3 separate regions of the Mus musculus genome follow, and all the other regions are linked to region 1. Evidence: chromatin contacts called from public HiChIP or PLAC-seq data. All regions are on one chromosome and are shown on one strand. The core of a region is the stretch at or near the end of the contact, and the rest is flanking DNA. Distances in the headings are between cores, read along the strand shown.

What was found. HiChIP or PLAC-seq counts read pairs in DNA pulled down with a chosen protein or histone mark.
Region 2: a contact with region 1 is called in an H3K4me3 HiChIP or PLAC-seq map of forebrain, with 9 times the contacts expected there. The contact joins the enhancer-like site here to the promoter of Ccdc59 in region 1. A contact is called at or near these places in 12 of 39 promoter capture datasets (the 3T3-L1 cell line, 3T3-L1-derived adipocytes, the C10 cell line and 6 more), 12 of 115 datasets of contacts at active chromatin or transcription factors (acute myeloid leukemia, differentiating embryonic stem cells, embryonic basal ganglia and 9 more) and 1 of 9 other capture datasets (pancreatic islet).
Region 3: an H3K4me3 HiChIP or PLAC-seq map of the SCID.adh cell line shows a contact between it and region 1, with 4 times the contacts expected there. The contact joins the enhancer-like site here to the promoter of Ccdc59 in region 1. A contact is called at or near these places in 4 of 39 promoter capture datasets (3T3-L1-derived adipocytes, cranial neural crest, frontonasal cranial neural crest and 1 more) and 6 of 115 datasets of contacts at active chromatin or transcription factors (the SCID.adh cell line, acute myeloid leukemia, embryonic midbrain and 3 more).

What each region holds. Positions count from the first base shown.
Region 1 is chr10:105,839,885-105,843,198 of GRCm38.p6, reverse strand. Ccdc59 (coiled-coil domain containing 59) reads right to left here and starts at 1,720. Exons shown (of 4, transcript NM_025602.3): 1 at 1,544-1,720; 2 at 351-657. The coding sequence starts at 1,697. Mettl25 (methyltransferase like 25) reads left to right here and starts at 1,819. Exons shown (of 12, transcript NM_207522.2): 1 at 1,819-2,123. The coding sequence starts at 1,880.
Region 2 is chr10:106,608,130-106,611,443 of GRCm38.p6, reverse strand. The region is part of intron 3 of Ppfia2 (protein tyrosine phosphatase, receptor type, f polypeptide (PTPRF), interacting protein (liprin), alpha 2); the gene reads right to left. Among named protein-coding and RNA genes, the nearest start is that of 4930532I03Rik, 7.3 kb to the right of the region's middle. Within about 2 kb of position 1,698, at least 40 of the 459 cell types and tissues checked have an H3K27ac peak or open chromatin away from gene starts, as enhancers often do. A contact at or near this core is called in embryonic forebrain, forebrain, neural tube and 1 more, where this site is marked.
Region 3 is chr10:106,508,476-106,511,789 of GRCm38.p6, reverse strand. The region is part of intron 2 of Ppfia2 (protein tyrosine phosphatase, receptor type, f polypeptide (PTPRF), interacting protein (liprin), alpha 2); the gene reads right to left. Among named protein-coding and RNA genes, the nearest start is that of Ppfia2, 40 kb to the right of the region's middle. Within about 2 kb of position 1,824, at least 22 of the 459 cell types and tissues checked have an H3K27ac peak or open chromatin away from gene starts, as enhancers often do. A contact at or near this core is called in the SCID.adh cell line and hippocampal neurons, where this site is marked.

The DNA.
Region 1 (3,314 bases), core at 471-2,970:
CCTAAATGTTGGGCTTCCAGATCTACAACATCAAACATAGTCCCCCACCCCCAAATTAAGATGCACACATTAATACTGCGCTTAATTACGGTCCAATTATATTACATGTTCTTGAGAGGCTGCAATTCAAAACTCAGATCTCTTAATTCTCATTTCCTATTTTCGACATCTCTGCTCAACTAGCCTCTTTCAGTCATTTAACACTAAGTGGGGAGACTCCATGAAATACCATTACATGACTTGAAAAAAGTGCTAAGAAAAATCCTGATTCTTACAAATTTTTCCCTGTGTCGTCAGTAAAACATTCTTTACATTTAAAGTGAGGAATTTCTGAAGACGGAGGTGCTTACCTTCCTGTGTTCAGCTCTTCTGGCTGTGGCTGGTGACCACCTGGCGGTTCTTCAGAGGAAGTCTGCTCAGTGCTGCCCTCCTCTTCAGGCAAAGGCCGGTCAACCTGTTCTTCTGACAAAGCCAGGCCAGCCTTTCTTTGCTGTTTTCTGAGTCTTTCCTCTTCGGCCAGATAGAGGTGTTTCAGGTGCTCTGGGTAACGATCTGTGAACTGGGACTCCTGTGACGCTGGTGCCTCCTTCACCTTCCACAGCAATTTCTTGTAATTTTGCTGGATCTTCAGTTTTCTCCGAAATGCAAAACCTTGTCCTAACATTGAAGGATTTCAGTTACAATTACTTTAACAGAAAATGAAAACTAAATATTTTTTTCTTTTACTTTATATTCAAATGAGAGAATTACTTGGCTTTGCTTTAAAGATAAGGTTAGGCAACCATTTAATGGTACACTGAAGAGCAAGGTGGCCCTTTACCTAAATATAAGGGTAACAGCGAGTTGTCAGACATCACATTAAAAACTCTAAGTACAGTAAACTAAACTTTACTGCTCACCTTGAATTTAGACTCATATCCACAAATTACATTTTATTTAATCCACATACAATCTCACTTGGGTCTTCAGTAAACACTTAATAAATAAAGTAGAGTAGTCTAGTATTTTTCCCTTGGAGGATCTTACTAATCACTTATTTTCCAAAACACAACACAAAACAAAAGGGGGAGGTACTGTACAACTTTCTGAACACCTGTCGATTATTCTTAGATCGAACAAAAACCACTTAAGCATCTGACATGCAACGAGAGGCCTTCAAAGACAAGACATCGAATCGAATCTAAGGAAGGCAGCAGTATGAGACTGGAGGGCTACTGTGGTGTCTTTTGGTTATCAAAGCTTTGGGGCAGAGTATTTTAATGTAATATTGTATCTATATTACATACTTGCTGTAGTAGAGATGCAAGTATGTCTGGGTGCTTCTTAGCCAAGCGCACCTCTAGACGCCCCGTGTCTTCGCTTAGACCTGAGATCTGCGTTAAATCACTGAAGCTGACCGCACCGTCCGGTTCTCAGTCAAAGGACTGAGAAGCTCTCGGACTTGGCGAGCTTAGGAACGGCTTCCCCGATCTCAAGCCGGATCCCATCCTACTCCCTCGACTTCGGCGGGCCCGAGCGCTCCTCCACGGCTGTCCCTCCTTACCCTTGCGCACGCTCCCCCGGAAGGCTTGCTGGGGGTTCGGCCGCCAAGTCCTGCGCTTCCCATTCTGGTTTCCGAATCTGACCTGAGAGATCCCTTCCCCACGCGCCGCAAACCCTCCGGTCCGCCACTTGGAAGACGGCCGCGAAGGCGCCATCTTTTTCCACGGTGGGAGTTCCTGGAACGCCAGTGGACGCCGACCTAACACGTCACGAGGCGGAAGCAATCAATCGCCCAACCCGGCGCGTGCTCGGAGCTCGACTGCCTCAGCCTGAGCCGCTTCCGGCGGGGAAGAGAGGGGTCGCGCGGCCATGTTGGCGCCACCTGCAGCCCCGGAGGATGAGCGTCATGGCGGCGGCCTGCCCTCTGCCCAGGACCCCGGACCTGCCCACGCTGCACGACAAGTTACAGGGCTTGCTGAGCTTCCTCAGGGGCGCCCTGGCCATTTCCAGCGCGCACACGGTGGACTTCTACACCAAGTCGGTCTGGCAGGAGCTGGTCGACCTGCCCCCTGAGAGCGTGCTGGCGGCGCTGAGGGAGTCGGCGGTGGAGGCCGAGCCGCGCGAGGCAGAGACGGGATCAGGTGACTGGCGGGGCGGGCGGGGCGGGCGGGGCGGGGGCTGTCAGCGCGCCCCCTGGTGGAACTCGGCGGAAGTGGCAGGGACTTGAAGGATGCTGTTACCTAGGAGATGAATTGGAGGGAGCTGAATAGCGAGGATGGATGGAGACGGGCGGGGTCCCCTCTGGGTTCTAATCTGGGTGTTGGTCAAGTTCCACAACTTAAAGTAGTCAACCCGGGGAAGAGGCGTTCCTTCATTTATTGATTCAACAATTTAGTTTTGAAAACATCTAAAGGCTGTGTGATGATCAATACAAAGTAGAAGTGGACTTGGGGGACCAATAAGAGCCAGTTCCTACTCGGCACAAGGTATCGTGGATTAGGATGGTGATAGTGAAAGCTTTGAGTGCTCGCTAGTTAATTTGAAAACACACCTTTAATTCCCAGCACTTGGGAGGCGGAAGCGGAGGCAGGCAGATTTCTGAGTTCGAGGCCTGCCTGGTCTACACAGAGAAACCCAGTCTCGGGGAAAAAAAGAAGAAGAAGAAGAAGAAAACTGTATTTTCAATATCAGTTATGCACCCTGGTGTTTTCTAGGCTCTGGAGTTTGATACCCGCAAGAAACTTAGATTCTACCAACTTAGATTCTATTCTGGAAATAGAGGAACAGGAACAGTAGCAGCTACTGGAATTGCTTGTGCTTTGCTTCCAGGTGTTCCAGATGTTGTCAGCATTAGTGAACTTACTTAATCACTGAAGCAGCCTGTAAATGCAAAGTGCCCCGGGGGCGGAGGTAGGGGCCATGGAGGGGGGGGGGTTATAATGGTAGAACTTAAGACACATTGGTTCTTGGGCAATAGTTCCTGGTTGTTGGAAAGTTAGACACCCTTTCAGTTTGCTCCCATAGTATTCTGCGTTGATAACCTGGTACATAAACTTGTAGAAAGCAGGAACCGTATTTGCCTTAACCAGGATTCCAACGTGTGGGAAACTATTTGGCATACATTAAGTACTCTATAAAATATTTGTTGAAAAAAAGTGACTCTTGTTGGCTTTCAAAAAGAAAAAAAAAACGAAGAAAATACAAGAAAACAAAACTTTTAAGTGCAGAGCAAACCTTTGTTTAACTTTGTCTCTTCCTGATGGGCTATTACCTTATATATACTAATAGCTTGATTCATTGGTGCCTATTGTATGTTCTGCAGTTTGCTTTTG
Region 2 (3,314 bases), core at 449-2,948, 770 kb before region 1:
TTGACCCATAGGTCTTTAGATAATCAACTCATGTTGCTGTCATTTACAAAATGGTTGGTAATAATTTGCTTTGCATGTCCTTAATTACAGAAACATTAAATAATACAGAAGATTCCAGGTTAAAGGACAAAAAGAAAAATAAAAAGGTGTAAAAGCTCACAGAAAGTGTTCTCGACTGATAGAAAAAGAAGGTATTTTCCAGATCTGAGAGTCAAACAATATCAAAGGACAACTTTCTGTTGATGTAGAGTATGTCAGCTTATAATATATCAAAATTTGAAGTAATTCTCTATAAAACTAGAGATGTATGTATAATCCTATAAAATATTCAATCCAAAATGATCACACCCAAATTAAAATTTATAAGGTCAAACTTTGATTATTATTATATCCTGTAATAAAATCAACATGTTGAGAAACAGATAGAATCTTTTCCTCTGTGTGTCTTGGTCTCTGTCTCAGTCTCTCTCTCTCTTGCACACCACAGACACACACAGATACACACACATATATACCACATATACACATGACATTATATATATGTATAATAATATGCACACATACATATACACATGACATTTAATATATATGTATATATACATACATACATATACACCCAACACATATATGTACACACACATATATACCCGCACACATACACATACAAATATACACATATATATAAACACATACAACATACTACACACACAGATACACACACACACACACACACACACACACACATATATATAGACACCAAATACACGAAAAAATATATAAACATACACACATATATATACATGCATGCACACACACATATATGTATACATACACACAGAGAGAGACAGAGCGACACAAACAGACAGACATGCATGCACACACACACACACACACACACACACACACACACACACACACACACACTTTGAGTCAGGCTGCCAGGGAAGCACTTCAAACAATAATGAAATTAATAAAAGTGTAATTTGGAACTGAACATGCTGTTCTTGGCAAGACTAACAGCGATCCTATCATGAAGGACACCTGCTTTCAAAAATTCAATTAGGGGACACTGTTCCATCATTTTCCTAAGAGCAAAAGCTAGGTGCATTTCCAATGGAATACAATGTTTGGTGAGTGCTAAGGTGGGAGGGGGAGCAAGTGGTTTTTGAAGTATTCATTGTAAATTATCCTGTATCCTGTAAATATTTTTCTCCTCGTTGATGTAAAACATGGTTATTTTATGGTCTATTATATGAGCATCAGCAGTACACGCCTGCATAATCAGTCTCCTCTTTCCTATCAACATGTTTTAATCCATAATGGATCCTGTTTTTTGTTTTTTTTTTTTGTTTTTTTTTTTTTTGCTTTGGTTATTATGAGACTTGTTTGAAAGTAGGTAATGGTATTGTTAGTGTGAGGGAACTTAGAAGATATGGGTGGGGACAGAGCTCAAAGCGCTGCGGTCTCAGAGTGCTGGTTCCTTTGTCTTCCAGAGAAAAGCTGTGTTGAGAAAAATCCAGCTCAGGAAAAAACATCAAACATCCGGAGACATGGGAGAGCCCAGGGGTCTTATTAAATGTTTACTCCACAGCCCCACCCCCATTCACTACTGACTTGGAACTCTGTTTTGTTCTCCCAACCCAGCCAACAAAGAACTCTTTTGTTTTGTTTTCCTTTCCTCTTTCTGGCCTTTTGTCTTCCTCAAGACTTATTCTCTTTCTGCCAGACAGTCCCTTTTACTTGCCTCATGGAACTAACCAGGGCAATACTACAAGCCCCCTTCCACAAAGGGTCACAAAAGGGTGAACAAAATTCATGACAATCGTTAATAAATAACCTTTATTAACAACCTTCTCACAGAACTGCCAATTGTTATTTGATCCAAGGCAGCACAACTAGAAACATATAATCGGACATCAGTCTCAGACATACACGGGGCGTATCTGTTGCTAGCTGTCAATCAACACCACAACCAACAGGAATGGGTAGGGCTCATTTTTCTCTGCAGGTTTTCTTTCTTTGAGTAAGACATTAAATTTCAATAAGTTGGAACATTCTTTATGCCGCCTAGAAGAGATACAATGACTTTATAGATTGATGCAGTAACCATTGCTAAATTTGGTATCAGTGCTGCCTTCACTAAATCTAAGAGAACACCCACGAAGATTTTCTAAATTTTAAAATGTTTTCATTGGTTGCCCTCTTGTGGCCAAATGTGATACTACTACTACTACTACAAAAAAAAAAAAAGAAATTAGCTAATAACAAATACTATGAGTACTGGAATAATCCATCATTTATACAGACAACTTACAGGATAGGTTGTATTTATGTATAAAGGCTTATTGTAGATACATATACATATATACACACATGTATATGTGTATATATATATATATATATACACACACACATATATAGCAACATCATTGTGTGTGTATATATATATATATACACACACACACACAACAATGATGAGTGAATACAGAGGTCATGAGTTTGAAAAAAAACAAGGAGAGGTATTATTGAAAGTTTTGAAGGAGAAAAAAGGACATGAAATATGGAATCATATCATAATCTCAAAATCTAAAATAAATATTTTAAAGGTGTTCCATGCTGTTATTTTACTTTTCTTCATAATATATATTGTGTATATATCAAAAATTAACTTTACATTAAGTTAAATTTTTATAAATATACCTTCACTTGAATAATAAGCAAAGTCATGATATTTTTAAAATTTGTACATGATACAGTGAAGTTATTCAACATATTATAGCAAATAGAGAAGAGTTTATTTGATTAAATAATGAGCATTTATGAATGCAAAAAGTTATCATAATTAGTTGATATTACAGACTAAAATTCTAGTGAGATAGGTATAACATTATATAGATGAAAGACTAAAGTTATTATATAAATATTTTAGTTATGTAACATAATTAACTGAGAATTTCTGTTTTGTTTTGTTTTGTTTTGTTTTTACAAAAAGACAGTTTCAGTTATCATTAATGTGTGTGTGTTTGTGTGTGTGTGTGTGTGTGTGTGTGTGTGTGTGTCTGCAGATGCAAACCAACCACAGCACACATGGAGGACAGATTTCAGGAGTTGGTGCTCACATTCCAATGTGTGTTCCAAGACTCACGGTCAGGTGGGTACTCTTACCCAGAGAATAGCCTGAGCCAGCTCCCAGGATCATGCTTCTGTTCTCAACGATGGCATGATGAATAATACCAATATGGTCAGACACAAAAGCTGTTGAGAATTAGATGAATCTGGGCTACCTTTGTTTTGCTCTCATCAGGCTTAGAGTC
Region 3 (3,314 bases), core at 575-3,074, 670 kb before region 1:
CATCCCCCCTCCCCTGTTCACCAACCCACCCACTTCAGCTTCCCTGCCCCGGCATTCCCCTACACTGGGACATAGAACCTTCACAGGACCAAGAGCCTCTCCTCCCAATGATGTCCAACAAGGCCATCTGCTGCTACATATGCAGCTGGAGCCACAGGTCCCTCCATGTGTACTCTTTGGTTGGTGGTTTAGTCCCTGGGTGCTCTGGGGGTACTGGTTGGTTCATATTGTTGTTCCTATGGGGCTACAAGCTCCTTCAGCTCCTTCGGTCCTTTCTCATGGTCTTGACCCGCAGAGGTTAATCAAAGTCACCTGTGTGACTATGGATTTGCAACTAGGTGCTGGAGCCTCCTGGGCTTTTCAGTGATTGCACATCTCAAAGACGATAATTTCTTCCCATCCCAGATTCTATCAATAGTTGGTATCTCAGTGTGAAAGGGAGGGATGGCACTGGGAGCTGTACCCCTTCCTTTTAAAAGTCACATTTAATATCAAGTATAAACTATTCATGACCGAATTTCTACTTTTTTTATATGGAGTGGAGTGGAGTAGAGGAGAGGAGAGGAGTGTACGTGCCTGAGTGTGTGTGTGTGTGCGTGTGTGTGTGTGTGTGTGCATATATGTGCGGGTCTGTTGGTATCCAGATCATTGCAAGACATTGGATATCTTTCTGTATTCCTGCCCATCTTATTTCATTAGAGAGGGTCTCTTATTGATCTGGAGTTAACTGATTTCCTTCAGCAGACTAAGAAATCCAAAGATGTGCTTGTCTTTATCTCCCAAGTGCTAGAACTATAGATATAAACTGCCTTACTGAGATTTTTAGACACTTCACATATGACCAAGGCTAAACTATCTCTCTAGATTCTTGAAATTACATTTCTAAACTAAAATTTATTCAACAAATGTTAAACTATGTCTTAATTGGAAAACATACACAAACACACACACACACACACACACACACACACACACACACACCACACACACAGAGAGAGAGAGAGAGAGAGAGAGAGAGAGAGAGAGAGAATATTCTTTCCATTTCTTTTGAAGAAACAAACAAAAAATATCCCTCTTTTAAAAAATATTAGAAGTCTTTCTATAAATACTGTTCTGAATAAGTTATTGTATAATTAATATCTGAAAGTAATGAAGATGTATCAGAAGAAAGTTGTCCTAAAGGCACTTTTTTGTTTGTTTGTTTATTTGTTTTGACTTTTGGGCAAATTCTGATCCTGAAATTTTCTTTATAGCCCAGGCTGGCTCGAACGTAGCAATCTCTCTGTCTTTGCCCCCAGGTAGCTTGTAGTACACAGGGATTAAAACTGTGTACTATCTAGCAATTAATATATGAGGGCTTTTTCTGTTTTGATGTTTTCCACATTTTGACATTGCTTCTGGGTTTCAGATTTCTACAAGTAATATACCCAGAGGTCAGATAGCAAATGTTCTTAAGATTGAGAAGGCTTGGCTTAAGTAAGAAACTTTGCCAGATGGACAATTAATTATGTGCTGACAACCAGGACAGAGATAATGAAAGTTTGCCTATGAAAGAATGAGGTTTACTCTGAACATCCTGAAGAGAACAGGTTGGTAACATACAAGGGAACAGAGCCTTATTTCAGTTAAGAATCTTCCTCATTGGAAGAGACAGTATTTTAAGAAGCCAAGGGGCACTGGGACAGAATGAAAGTCTCAATATGGAATCAGAAAAGGTTTTCTGTGGTGACCCAGATAATTATTTTAGGCAATGTGGGCCACATGGTCTCTGTTGCAATGACTCAGCTCTGCATGAGTAGCAGCCAGAGAGAATGCATAAGTGGATGAGCAGAGCCGAGTCCTGACACTACTGTATGAGTCTGTGCTCCATACAATTTTCATGTATCCCGAGACAGTGCTGGTGTTTTCATCTTTCACAATCTTTTTAAAATGTGAGGAAAATATCATATCATGAGTGACTCAAAGCAGCTCCAGATTTATTTAGATATCAGCTTACTAGCTTCTGCCTAAACCATCACACAGATGCAGAAAATAGAATACTGGTGAATTGTCATAGTGTGGTACTGCGTGAGAAATTTGAAGAGATGGGAGGAAATTAAACCCAGGGTGTGCAGTTATCTGAAAGAAAAACCTTGAAAGCAAGACAGACCTGGCCTAGGAATGTTACACAGATGGACAAAGAGGTGGTAACTGAGGCTGAAGATGAAAGGGGTGGTGAGAAGCTCTCTGAGGGTTGCCTGGCAGTGTAGACCGCTCAGCTGTTGTGCCAGTAAAACGAAATCACCATGTTCTACAAGATCGCTGCATCATAATTTTAGAACCAGAAGGGCTCTTAAAAGACATCTGGTCTAACTTCAGATTTTTAGAGCATTTTTATAGTGGGAAATCTCACTGAAACTAAAAGGCAAGGAGAGTTTTAAATGTGTGCAAAGTGACTTCCCACTCAATACATTTGGAGAAAAGTCTGTTAAATGTTTGAACAGTTTCTACACATTATATTTCATTTGTTTAAGTCCTGAGTCTTAATGTCATCCCATCAACGCTGAAGCTGTGAGAAGAGCAGAAGTTGCTGCTGTGTACCGCAATTATGCTCACAGGCTGCCCCTAGCTTAGCATTTATTCTAGCTGGAATTTCAGCACCTGGGAGAAACATAACGTGATAATATTTTCAAGTGTGTAAGCCAGATTTTCTTTACATATAATGGTCAACCATTGCCAAGATGAGTATGGCCAGGAAATTATTGTTTCTGCTAAATTCAGTGGGTATTTTTTTTTTTGTTTTATCATTTTAAGAATGTAGAAGGGAGCACTATCTATGAAAACAACACACTGAACATGGACACATTGTATCTTATCAACTTGAAAGAAATAATATACATTAGTATTGGACACATAAAAATATTTATGACAAGCCTCAGATCTGCTGTTGTTAAGAAATCACACTCAGTGTCCTGCGCTCTAATGCAAAGCTACAGCTCACTTCTTTTCTTGAAACGGAATGTTCTAAGTTTCCAGAATTACTGTAAACAACTTGTATTTTAACCTAATCCCACTTCTGTCCCCAGCATGAGCTTTGTTTTCTAATTCTTCCTCCCTATTATTTGACTTTAATATCTTCCCCTCTCATGATTGCCCCTTAGCAGTGTTTTCCTGAAACAGAAAACTAAATTTCACGTCAGTGTTGCACATCCTTTTCTATAATGTTCGCCTTGTAATGTCATGTAAGATTAAGATGAATGTAATTATGGGAGTTAAAACATTTCAGCATAATATATTTATCTAGATAAATTAAATTTGTATATGAAACAAATCTA